Linked DNA regions of Ovis aries: region 2 is linked to region 1. The links are chromatin contacts, called in public Hi-C maps. All regions are on one chromosome and are shown on one strand. Each heading gives the region's core, a stretch centred on a gene start, on an enhancer-like site or on the middle of the called end of the contact. The rest is flanking DNA. Distances are from core to core; before and after follow the strand shown.

Region 1 (5,536 bases), core at 1,635-4,134:
CAGCAGCAGCATAATATTAGAGAAACAAACAAATCCAAGCCCATATGAAGGATCCTGACCTTGGATGATATGAAAAGAAGCAAATAGCTTTCCGGGTAATAATTGCAGAAACTGGAAATATGTAGTGTGTTACCTCTGGAGGTACACTCTGAAATTTCCTTATTATTCACGTTTATCTTCTATGTTGTGCTGACTGAAGCTCCTAACTCATTTGATCAGGAACCACAGGGAGAAATTGTGGACTTGTGGACACCAGTCTGCCCTTATGGACTGTAACCACCGAGTACATATGTCTTCGCCACAAATCTATGGTATTAGTGCAGTGGATTTCTGAGTGACAAAATTATACTGCTTCGAAGCATTTTTCTGTAGGGTTTGAGTCTGTTATGGAAATAATGATGTTAACCACACAAAACCTTGGCTTACATTGTGGTTCATTAACACAAAATTCCATGATGTGGAGGATCACAGTAACCTCACTCTTTTCCCTTCCAGTATTGAATGGCAGCCCCTCTGCTGAAGAAAGCCCAAGCCTGTAAAATATCCTGCAAAATAAGATCTAAACATTCAAATGGCCAAATTCAAAGTGTATTTAAAAATCCACAATTGCCCTTTGCCCAAAAGTTTTCATTTAAAACATCTAGCTTATTAAATTAGAAATACTTCCTTCAGCCTTTTATAAACAAACTATTTCAATTTTGCACTGGAACTAAAAATGTTAATTTATTTCATAGACCTCTTCATACCACAATACTGAGGATTTTAAGCATGGGTTCACCTTTAGATAATCACAGCTCAACTTTATTGAGTGAAGTAGTGTTCCTTTCTCCCCCAATCTTGTCTGTTATAATACAGGATTTAATTATAGGTCTACCCTTAAGCTATGGGTTTATATTTACTCAGAAAGTGTGAAAGTATTAGTCACTCAGTTGTATCCACCTCTCAGTTGTGACCCATGGACTACAGCCTGCCAGATTTCTCTGTCCATGGAATTTCCCAAGCAAGAATACTGGAGTGGGTTGCCATTTTCTCCTTTAGGGAATCTTCCCACGCCAGGGATAGAACCCACATCACTTAGGCCTCCTGCATTGGCAGGCAGATTCTTTACCACTCTACCACCCAAATACATAATTTAAAAAGTAATTTTGTTAGTATTTTTATTTGCCCAAGATAACCCATTAGAAAAAAAGTGTTTTCCTTTTTACTTGATTTGAAGTAGTCTATGAATTTCTAGAAGACAGAGATTGAATTTTATTCATCTCAGAATTCCTAGCAGAATCTTATGTGATGGTTTCAACAATTAGCAAAGCCAAAGATATCTGTGAGATTAAAATTAAGTTCCTGTATAAGAAATGATACTTCTATATTGAAAAGTAGGATTGCAAATCAGTTCCCTTGAGATTTCATTCTGAGTTTAGATGGTTCTAGGACTTGGAGTCTGTATAAATGATGGCCATTAAGCCTGTGCAAGGCAGGGGAACTTGGGTCTAGGGCAAGAGAAGTAGACTAGAAATGGAAGAAACATCCCAATCTCGTTTAGTATGTCCTGTTTTTCAAAATTCAACTCATGGTCTTGCTATGCCTTAGGCTAATTAATAAGCATGGCATCTGATTTAACATTTCATATTTGATATGTATAAGCTTACTCCATTGTCTGCTGTTTCTAGAGTGATCATCCCAACATGCAAACCTAATCATGTGACTTCCTATTTAAAATTCTTCAATGGCTTCTTAAGATATCAAGATAAAATCACACTGCTTAGCATGATTTACAGTGAGTTACACCAGGCTTTTATACTGAAAAGTAGGATTGCAAGTTGGTTCACTTGAGGTTTTATTCTGAGTTTAGATGGTTCTAGGACTTGTAGTCTGTATAAATGGTGGTCCTTCACCACTCCCCAGCTCTCTACTCTCTTCTCCAGGTAGCTGGAAGCACCCACACCCTTCTATCAGTCAGTCCCCATTTTGCTTCCTAGACCTTTGCACAGGAGAGAACAGGGCCTCCTCAGTGCAGGGACAAGATTCCATGAAGATGTCTCCTCTCTGCCTGAGGTGTTTTTTGAAGGGATAAGATAATACTCCGTGTGCCTTTTCTTGGTGTTAACAAGTAGTTTTCTCTATCTGCCTCCTCTCAACAGGTTTTGGGGTTAATAGCAGACAAACAAGCTCACCATAAGGACTGTGATGTTACTCTGTTCTCCTCAAACAAAGCACAGTGGGGATGGCTGTGGGTTCCTTGAGAGTGACCTGAATCTGGTTTATTATCAATTTTCAGTTTGTCTTCCCAGATCACTGGCCCTTATTCTGAAGTTGGACAAGAGAAGCATCTGTCTTTAGAATGTGAAAGGATGGCATATTTTCCCCTCCTCTTCTACTAGTTATCCCTCATAAAATGTAAATATATATTCAAGGGAAGGAGTTTACCCCCATTCATCCTTTTAATAGCTTGATGACCTTAGTGTAACCCTTCTGAACCCTAAGATATCTATGCTAAATCATTAAGGGCAGAAAATCATTTTCCTTCCAGTTGAGGGAGGGACATTTTGAATCCCCTATCCACTTTCAAAGGAAAGGAATCAGATTGTAAGATAGAACCAGTTTGAGATGCTTTCTGTAAGCCATGATGCTCAGTAGGAGCGAGTGAGTTTCCTTTTCCAAGAAATTATCACACCCCTCAGTGAACAGCCTCCCCTTTGCCCTCTTCCCATTTGCTGCAAAACTGGTGTGCTTGATATCTGGAAGCTCACTAACACCTCATTGTGAGTGGGAAGAATAGAACAGAGTGCTGGGGAGCAGGCGAGGACAGGAGGTCAGTGCGTTGACCTGGATTTGGAGGCTATGGTTCCTTGAACAACTTCACCCCCGCCCCGCGGGCTTCCTTGACCCGCCTTACTCGGTGTTGGGGGCTATGCGCCCTCTGCTGGACAGAGCAACACCTGCAGCCACCACATTAACGCATTTCAAGCTTTTGAAATGCGTTTTCAGGGGCCGATTTTCTTCTCAGGAGCGATACTATGCTGGTGCAAGATGGTGGTCATGAATACAGAGAGTTAGGTTGTTGAGCATAATTTCAAGTCTGACCTGAGAAAACAAACAAGAACTCATTTTACGTTCCACCCGGGTCAACTCCATACCCACCTGATTCCTCTCTTTGCCTTAGAAGATTTTTGATGTATTTGAACACTTTCCCTATCTGTAGCCTAGTTTATATATATATGTGTATATACACACATATATATATATATATATGTATATATATTCCAATTTCAGGGCTTAAAACTTCTTTCGAATTTCATGTGCTTACTTATTTTTTTGTGATTCAACAAGCATTATATATACCAGGTACTGTGCAGGGTTGTGCAGGGCACTAGGCGATGGAGGATGAAAGAGACGTTTGGATAACCGAGAAGCTCAGTCCAGAGGGAGACCTTATATAAAAGGGCATTAATGGGACTTCCCTGGCAGTCCAGTGGATAGGACTGCACCCCCACTGTAGTTGGCACAGGGTTCAATCCCTGATCAGGGTTAAAACCCTGCATGCCATGAAGCACAGTCAAAAATCGAGGAAAAAGAGCTTTAATATTAATAAGAAAGGGACAAGTTGTTTGGAAAGCACTGAGGTTGAGATAACAACGCTATAAAGGTACAGAAGTTAAGGTATACTTCATAGGATAGAAAGGTGAATACTGAGAGATGTTTGTGTGTTTGCCTGTTGGGCAAAGCGGTCAACAGCAGATAGTAGGTGGTAGAGTGAAGGAGTGGTCCTGTGTGTGACTCAAGAAAGCAGAGCCTGTTGAGAGGCTGAAGTCCATTAAGTGGAGAGTGGAGCAAGCCTAGAGCGGTAGTTTAGAGCTAGCTTATGAAGGGCCTTAACCAACATGCTAAGCAGATTGGATTTTATTCAGCTGGATATGGGAAGTCATGGGAGCAGTGTAACCAGGAGAATATAATGACTGCTCTCCATTTAAAAAAATTTATTTATTTTTGGCTGCATTGGGTCTTAGTTGCATCATACAGGATCTTTCATTGGGGAGTGTGGGTTTAGTTTCCCCAAAGCATGTGGGATCTTAGTTTCCCTGTCAGAGACTGAACCTGTGTCCCCTGCATTGGCAGGAGAATTCTTAACCAGTGAACCAGGGAAGTCTTTATCCTTCAGTTTAGAAATATCTCCAGATAGTAGAAAATGGATAAGGGGTAAAGGAATGTCAAAATACCAATAGGAGGCTATTTAACAAACTGTTGCAGTAGAAAAGAAAAAGGAATGAGGGTGGAGATCCAGGGGAAGGGATTAATTGGAAAACTGAGGAAATCCACTGGGTATAGAGAATGAAAAAGATGAATGAAAGGAGGAAGGCTTGACTAGTAGATTCAACAATGATACCAGGGTGAGCAGAAAATGACTCATAGTCATGAGTTTGAGATGACTGTATGTAAGGATACCCACTGTATGTGGGTATGGAAAGATGAATCTTGAGCTCAAGGAGAGGCAATGGCTAATGGGGAAGATTTGGGACTCACCAGCGTGAGCCTGAGGAACCAGTGAGAATGCCACAAAGAGTCTTCATAGAGACAGGGGGATAGAAGCAAACTTGGAACATTTCATGTTCTATTTTACTTAGTAGAGTAAGGTGACTATTTTAATACCTCCTTTTTAAATATCAAATGTTGTCAAGGATGTGGGTTTTGGCTCTTAATGAGAAACCTATTCAGAAGTAAGTTTTTATTTTATTTTATTTTTAAATGTACTTCTACGTGATAGAGTCTCGAGTCTTCTTTGTGGAGTTCATTAACTTTAGCATCTTGGATTTATGTCAATGTATGTTTTCAAAAAATCATATTAAATCAGAAATGACTTAAAAATAAACTCTGCATGAATTTGGTCTATATAGGTTAAGCCTCGATTAAGCTATAAATGTGATAAAGTGTCAAAGATTGTGTTCACATTGTGCATTTCCATTTAATAAAAGATTGGGTTCATTTTGGGTGGCATTTGGGTTGGGAAAATGGAAAAAGATCTAATTTCTTCTGATCTTGAGGGAATCAACATTTATTTTCTTAAAATCAATGGATTTATTTTTATTTAATAAAATATTTATTTATTTTTATTTATTTGCCTGCACCAGGTTTTAGTTGTGTCATGTGGGGTCTAGTTTTCCGACCAGGGATTGAACCCAGGCCCCCTGCATTAGAAATGTGGAATCTTAGCCACTGGACCACCAGGGAAGTCCCTTCATTTTAAAGTCTATATTCATAGGCATAACTGGTTCTAAAAAAATGCCTAGAATTCTAATCTCTTAATGAGGAGGGAGGAATTTAGAGATTATGCTGTAAAATCTTATGTTTTATAGATGAGGAAACTGCCCAGTAAATTTAAGAAGCACTGCAGGCTGTATCTTATGCCTCTTTAGGGGATTAATAACTCACATTGTCACATTAAAGGGTCAGAGAAGTTCTGCAGGAAAGAAAGTACTGATTTTGTTTAACTTAGATTTCCCAGTCTTATATGATGACTAACCCAGTATTTCTGAGTTTGAAT
Region 2 (5,536 bases), core at 1,718-4,217, 300 kb before region 1:
CTCCTTACCAGGATCCTTAATTATGCCTTAATAGCAAATTTCATTTGGGAAATCAGGTTGTACATCTTTTGAAGAAATCCTCTGATTGCCTATGCTAAATTTGTAGTAGATTTAAAATCAAGTTATAGTGGAATAGCCATCTCCTGCTCCATCTATGTCATGGGAACAGTACTGTCCTTGAGCAGTAGAGGAGCTTGAGATGGCCTTAGCTATTGTGAGGCTTATAGTTTCTGGTTTCCAAGTGGTATTTCTGTGAGTTTTGGAGGCTTTGGCAGGAATTGGGGTGGGAAGAAGTGAACATGGGGAGGAGAGAAAGAGCATGGGGTAGGGCAGAAGCCAGATAGGCAGATATGCAAGTGCTCCAACCCCATTTCAATCAGAGCAGCTCCACTTTTTGTTTATTTGGAAAACAGGGTCCATCACTTAACAATGATTATTTGTAATAGAACAAGCGACCTGTACTGAAGGTCCCACAGGACCAAAAAGTGTGTTTTTTACACATCTCTGTGTGTGTTTCCTTCTTGTTGGTGGTTCCTAGAATCAGTAAAGGGTCTAATCCAGCTGAGATGGAGGTTTTGGCAGGAGTTTGTATGAGGCCTCGCAGAGGCCCTCTGTGGAGGAGCACACACGTTACCTCCCAGTTGAGAGTCTAGCCTGGTATCTCTGTGCAGAGGCCTAGGCTCTTTGCTTTCAAGTTGTGGTGCTGGAGAAGACTCTTGAGATCCCCTTAGACAGTAAGGAGATCAAACCAGTCAGTCCTAAAGGAAATCAACCCTGAATTTTCACTGGAAGGACTGATGCTGAAGCTCCAATAATTTGGCCACCTGATGTGAACAGCTGACTCATTGGAAAAGAGCCTGGTGCTGGGAAAGATTGAGGGCAAGAGGAGAAGGGGATGACAGAGGATGAGATGGTTAGATAGCATCACCGACTCAATGGACATGAGTTTGAGCAAACTCCAGGAGATAGTGAAGGACAGAGAAGCCTGGTGGGCTGCAGTCCATGGGGTCAGAAGGAGTCGGACACGACTTAGTGACTGAAAAGCAAGGCTCTTTGGCTCAGGTTAATCATGTGAGACTGGATTCCAGAAACAGCTGGACCTGGGGATGTCCAGGGCAAATGCCGTTGAAATCCTGAGTAGGTGTGCTTAGCACTGATACAATATCCTGATGGCTCCCTGCTCAGGTGCAGTTTACCTGGGGGGAAAGAACTTTGTTCTGATGTGGTACAAATTACTCTTATAATACAACTCAGTATTGGGCTCAAAAGGATACAGTGAAAGAAAAGCTATATGATGTTAAGTTCTGAAGTTAACGTATGTATGTTGGAGACTCGAGCACATCATGTCCACATATATAAATGTGGCTGTGAAGTATGGTCTCTCCCCTCCTAGTTCTGTTTCTGGCATTTAGGGGAAGGGGTTTTGCTGCAGGGAATGTGCTCAGACAGAGGAGTTGCTATGTGTGCAAGCTGAGTAGGGCTCAGTTCAGTTCAGTTCAGTTAAGTCACTTAGTTGTATCCGACTCTTTGCGACCCCATGAATCGCAGCACGCCAGGCCTCCCTGTCCATCACCAACTCCCGGAATTTACGCAAACTCCTGTCCATCGAGTCAGTGATGCCATCCAGCCATCTCATCGTCTGTCGTCCCCTTCTCCTCCTGCCCCCAATCCCTCCCAGCATCAGGGTCTTTTCCAATGAATCAACTCTTCACATGAGGTGGCCAAAGTATTGAACTTTCAGCTTTAGCATCAGTCCTTCCAATGAACACCCAGGACTGATCTCCTTCAGAATGGACTGGTTGGATCTCCTTGCAGTCCAAGGGACTCTCAAGAGTCTTCTCCAACACCACAGTTCAAAAGCATCAATTCTTCGGCACTCAGCTTTCTTCACAGTCCAACTCTCACATCTATACATGACCACTGGAAAAATCATAGCCTTGATTAGATGGACCTTTGTTGGCAAAGTAATGTGTCTGCTTTTCAATATGCTATCTAGGTTGGTCATAACTTTCCTTCCAAGGAGTAAGCGTCTTTTAATTTCATGGCTGCAGTCACCATCTGCACTGATTTTGGAGTCCAAAAAATAAAGTCTGACACTGTTTCCACTGTTTCCCCATCTATTTCCCATGAAGTGATGGGACCAGATGCCATGATCTTAGGTTTTTCAAAAATCATGTTAATAATTCATTTGACCTAATTTTATTTTATTATTATTAAAATTTTTTATCAGGGTATAGTTGATTTATGTTGTGTTAGTTTTACGTATACAGTAAAGTAAATCAGTTACACATACACACGTATCCACCCTTTTTTAGATTCTTTTCCCATATTGGCCTTTACAGAGCGCTGAGTAAAATCCCCTGTGCTATATGCAGCAGGTCCTTATTGGTTTTCTATTTGATACATGCTTGTGCTTCGTCACTTCAGTTGTGTCTGACTCTTTGCGACCCTGTGCACTGCAGCATGCCAGGCTCCTCTACCCATGAGATTCTCCAGGCAAGAATACTGGAGTGGGTTGCCATGCCCTCCTCCAGGGGATCTTCCCGACCCAGGGATTGAACCTGAATCTCCTATGTCTCCTGCTCCGTAGGTGGATTCTTTATCCATTGATTCATTTGGGAAGTCCCCTTTATACATATTAGCGCATATATGTCAATCCTGGTCTTCATTCTCCTAATTTTAACTGGGAAGTTATTTTCAGGTGTGTCTTGCCTCTTCTCTTTCTTGAGTGTGAAAGCAGGTGTGAAATGCCAGGTCTTTGTCACTTCATGAAGCAGTGGCATCAGAATTACGTGGAAGCTTGTTAGAAATGTTAGATTCTTATTTATTCTACTGAACTAGAATCTGAGCTTTAACAAGATCTCCAGGTGATGTATTCTCATGTTAGATTTTAAGAAGTCAGCTCTCAAGTGTATGAGAAATTCTTTTGGTCATTGCACTATGAGTCCACTAGATGTCATTCTTGTAACCTGGTAATAGGAAGGCCAGCGCCCCCCCCCCCCCCCCCCCCCCCCCGCCCCCGGCCCCAACAACACCGGCCCCGCAAAGTGGGAACTTGGAAGAATCTGTGAATATGAACATGTTATTAGGTGATTTCCTCCCCATCCATAGAGCTACTGATACACATGTTGATTATGTAAGGTAAAACTACTCTTCTTGGTGGTTCACAGTCCTGGAGAGAGAGTCCTAGGAATGATTTTCATTTTGTGGAGTTAGTACTTGTGCCTTCCATTTTCCCCTCCTTTAAGCCTCCTATTGCTTGGGTGAGCTCTGTCATTATATAACCTTAGCATAGCCTATGCTGCCAGTTTCTCTGACTGACTGGTTCACTTAGAGAACAGCATCTTGGCCTGCTCAAAACAGCGACACAGACTAAATGGACAGGTTTGATCTCTGTAGAAATGATTGAGAGCAGAAAGAAAGCAAGGCTGTACTCTGAAATTATCATCCCCTTCTGTGTGATTGTTGGAGGAAGGGCAGACCTTTCTGAATTCTTGGGGATATCTCAGAGGTGGTTTTACAAAGAAATCTACTTCTGCTTAGAAAGAAGTGTCCCAAGTGTAATCTTGAAGGGTGTTAGTTAGTTTCAGTCATGAAAATGAATATAAAGGCCATTTACAGGTATAGTAAGATCCAGAGGGAGATGCTGTACTTTCAGAGACATATGAGGCCCCTAGGACAGGTCCTGTTAACAGCTAGTTAGGTCTGAATATTAGGAATGAGGGGTGAAAGGGCTAAGGACTATGCTTTAGAGGATCCAATTTTCTGCTGGATGCCCAGTTTGAGAAAAGTTACTTCTTGAAATAAATCAACCCTTGCAAAATTCTTCTCCCTTTGAGTCTGATGTGTGTGTGTGTGTTTTATCTGTTTCAGTTAACAAGGGTAGCAGACAAGTAGTAGAGTAGCAGGTGTGTGTATATGTGTGTGTGTGTGTGTGTGTGTGTGTGTGGACTTGGGTGTGTTTTGTGTTTTTGTGTGTACTTCCTCTTCTTGGTGTGTGGGAGAGGCATTTGTAATCTATAATATCAGTAAATGAGTAAAAAGTTTAATTTGATTTCAGCCTAGCAAACATTGATGTGAAAACAACATGGTTTTAGCTTAAATATAACTTCCTTTTGTTCAAAATAATTAAGGTGGCCATAGTATTTACTTTGACTCTTTAGAGTCCTTTTGCAATGTTTTATTATTACATGATTCCTGATGACCTGGTGCAGAATTAACTTTTTAAAGAATGTTACCAAGAATCAGTTTCATTTTAAAAAAATGATATCTAAAATCATTGAGCCTTTTAGGCTCATTTTCCATCCCTAGCCAGGGTCTAAATTTCTACTTCTGCAGTTGATAGGATTTTATACCACCATCCCCATCACTGTTAAATTTCCTTTTTAACTGTTGCTGCTAAAGTTGCAGATGCTACCAGAGATAGCAGCATGTTTTTGATATATTATTTAAAAGCATGGGCCTTGGATTCAGACAGACCTTGGGCAAATTGCTTCATTTCACCAAGCCTCAGTTTCTTCATTTGTAATCTTAGCTGCCTCATGGGTGGTGGTAATGATTTAAGCAGACAGCATAGATAAAGTATGTAGCCTAGAATCAGACATGCTGTGTGTTCAGCATAACATACACCATAGGTGTATATTATCCCAGTTATTATTCCTACTCCTCTAGCTCTTGTCCTCATCTTTCAGTTGTTAAAATACAGTCCACCAACCGTGGCAGGAGCCCTTGTTCCTACACTTTTCCTCCACCAGAGGACAGCTCCAAGTCAAGGAGCTGTCATTTCCCTCTACCTGGCGAGTGTGTGTGTGTGTGTTTGTGTGTGTGTGTAGATGGGTGGCCAGTGAGCAAATCAGTTCAATGCCCAGTGGTAGGGAGACTATTGATCCTTGATCCTAGCATTGGAATAAGGAGAGAAGTTCTGTTTACAACCCACACTGAAATCCTCAGGGAAAATTCCCCTCAGTGTCATACAGTGGTGGTCAAGTTCAGCAGAATGGAGACTAGTTAGCACGGTTAGTGTGTTTGGTACAGCCATATCCAAAGGCTGGCCCAGGGTCCTATTCACCTATTTCTCAAGAGAAACAAACTTGGAGATGCAAAACTGAAATCTGAAATGAATTTTTTGCAATATAAGTTCTGGATCACCTGCTCTTTACAATCTTTACTGCTTTGGAATGACCTTTTTGATTCGGAGAGGAACTCTAGGCTTTGAATAGCTGTAACTTCTATCTCAGGGGTCCCTGGAACATCACCTAGTTAGCAGCAGCATCAGAAAGCTACTGTGAAGTTTGAAGAGATCTTTTATCCTGAAAGCACCCTTGTAGGAATCTTTGCAATTCCAATATAAGTAACTTTATGGTTTGACATGACAGTATTCTGTTGATGAAGAACAATGGGGATTTTGGTGTAATAGCAATTGTATTAGTGTGTTGCCTCAAGTGGAAGAGGATATAACATATTAAACAATTAATTAAGATTTTTTTTTTGCTAGACTATTGGAGTCTGCATTGGAATTATTTTTTGTTTTTACACA

What was found. Hi-C and Micro-C count contacts between places; a contact is called where the count stands out from the background.
Region 2: a contact with region 1 is called in a Hi-C map of hypothalamus, with 3 times the contacts expected there. The contact joins two enhancer-like sites. A contact is called at or near these places in 2 of 16 Hi-C or Micro-C datasets (hypothalamus and muscle).

Annotation. Positions count from the first base shown.
Region 1 is chr4:82,108,984-82,114,519 of ARS-UI_Ramb_v3.0, reverse strand. All of the region lies in intron 11 of SUGCT (succinyl-CoA:glutarate-CoA transferase), which reads left to right. Among named protein-coding and RNA genes, the nearest start is that of SUGCT, 470 kb to the left of the region's middle. Within about 2 kb of position 2,884, at least 4 of the 54 cell types and tissues checked have an H3K27ac peak or open chromatin away from gene starts, as enhancers often do. A contact at or near this core is called in hypothalamus, where this site is marked.
Region 2 is chr4:82,410,997-82,416,532 of ARS-UI_Ramb_v3.0, reverse strand. The region is part of intron 8 of SUGCT (succinyl-CoA:glutarate-CoA transferase); the gene reads left to right. Among named protein-coding and RNA genes, the nearest start is that of SUGCT, 170 kb to the left of the region's middle. Within about 2 kb of position 2,967, at least 7 of the 54 cell types and tissues checked have an H3K27ac peak or open chromatin away from gene starts, as enhancers often do. A contact at or near this core is called in hypothalamus, where this site is marked.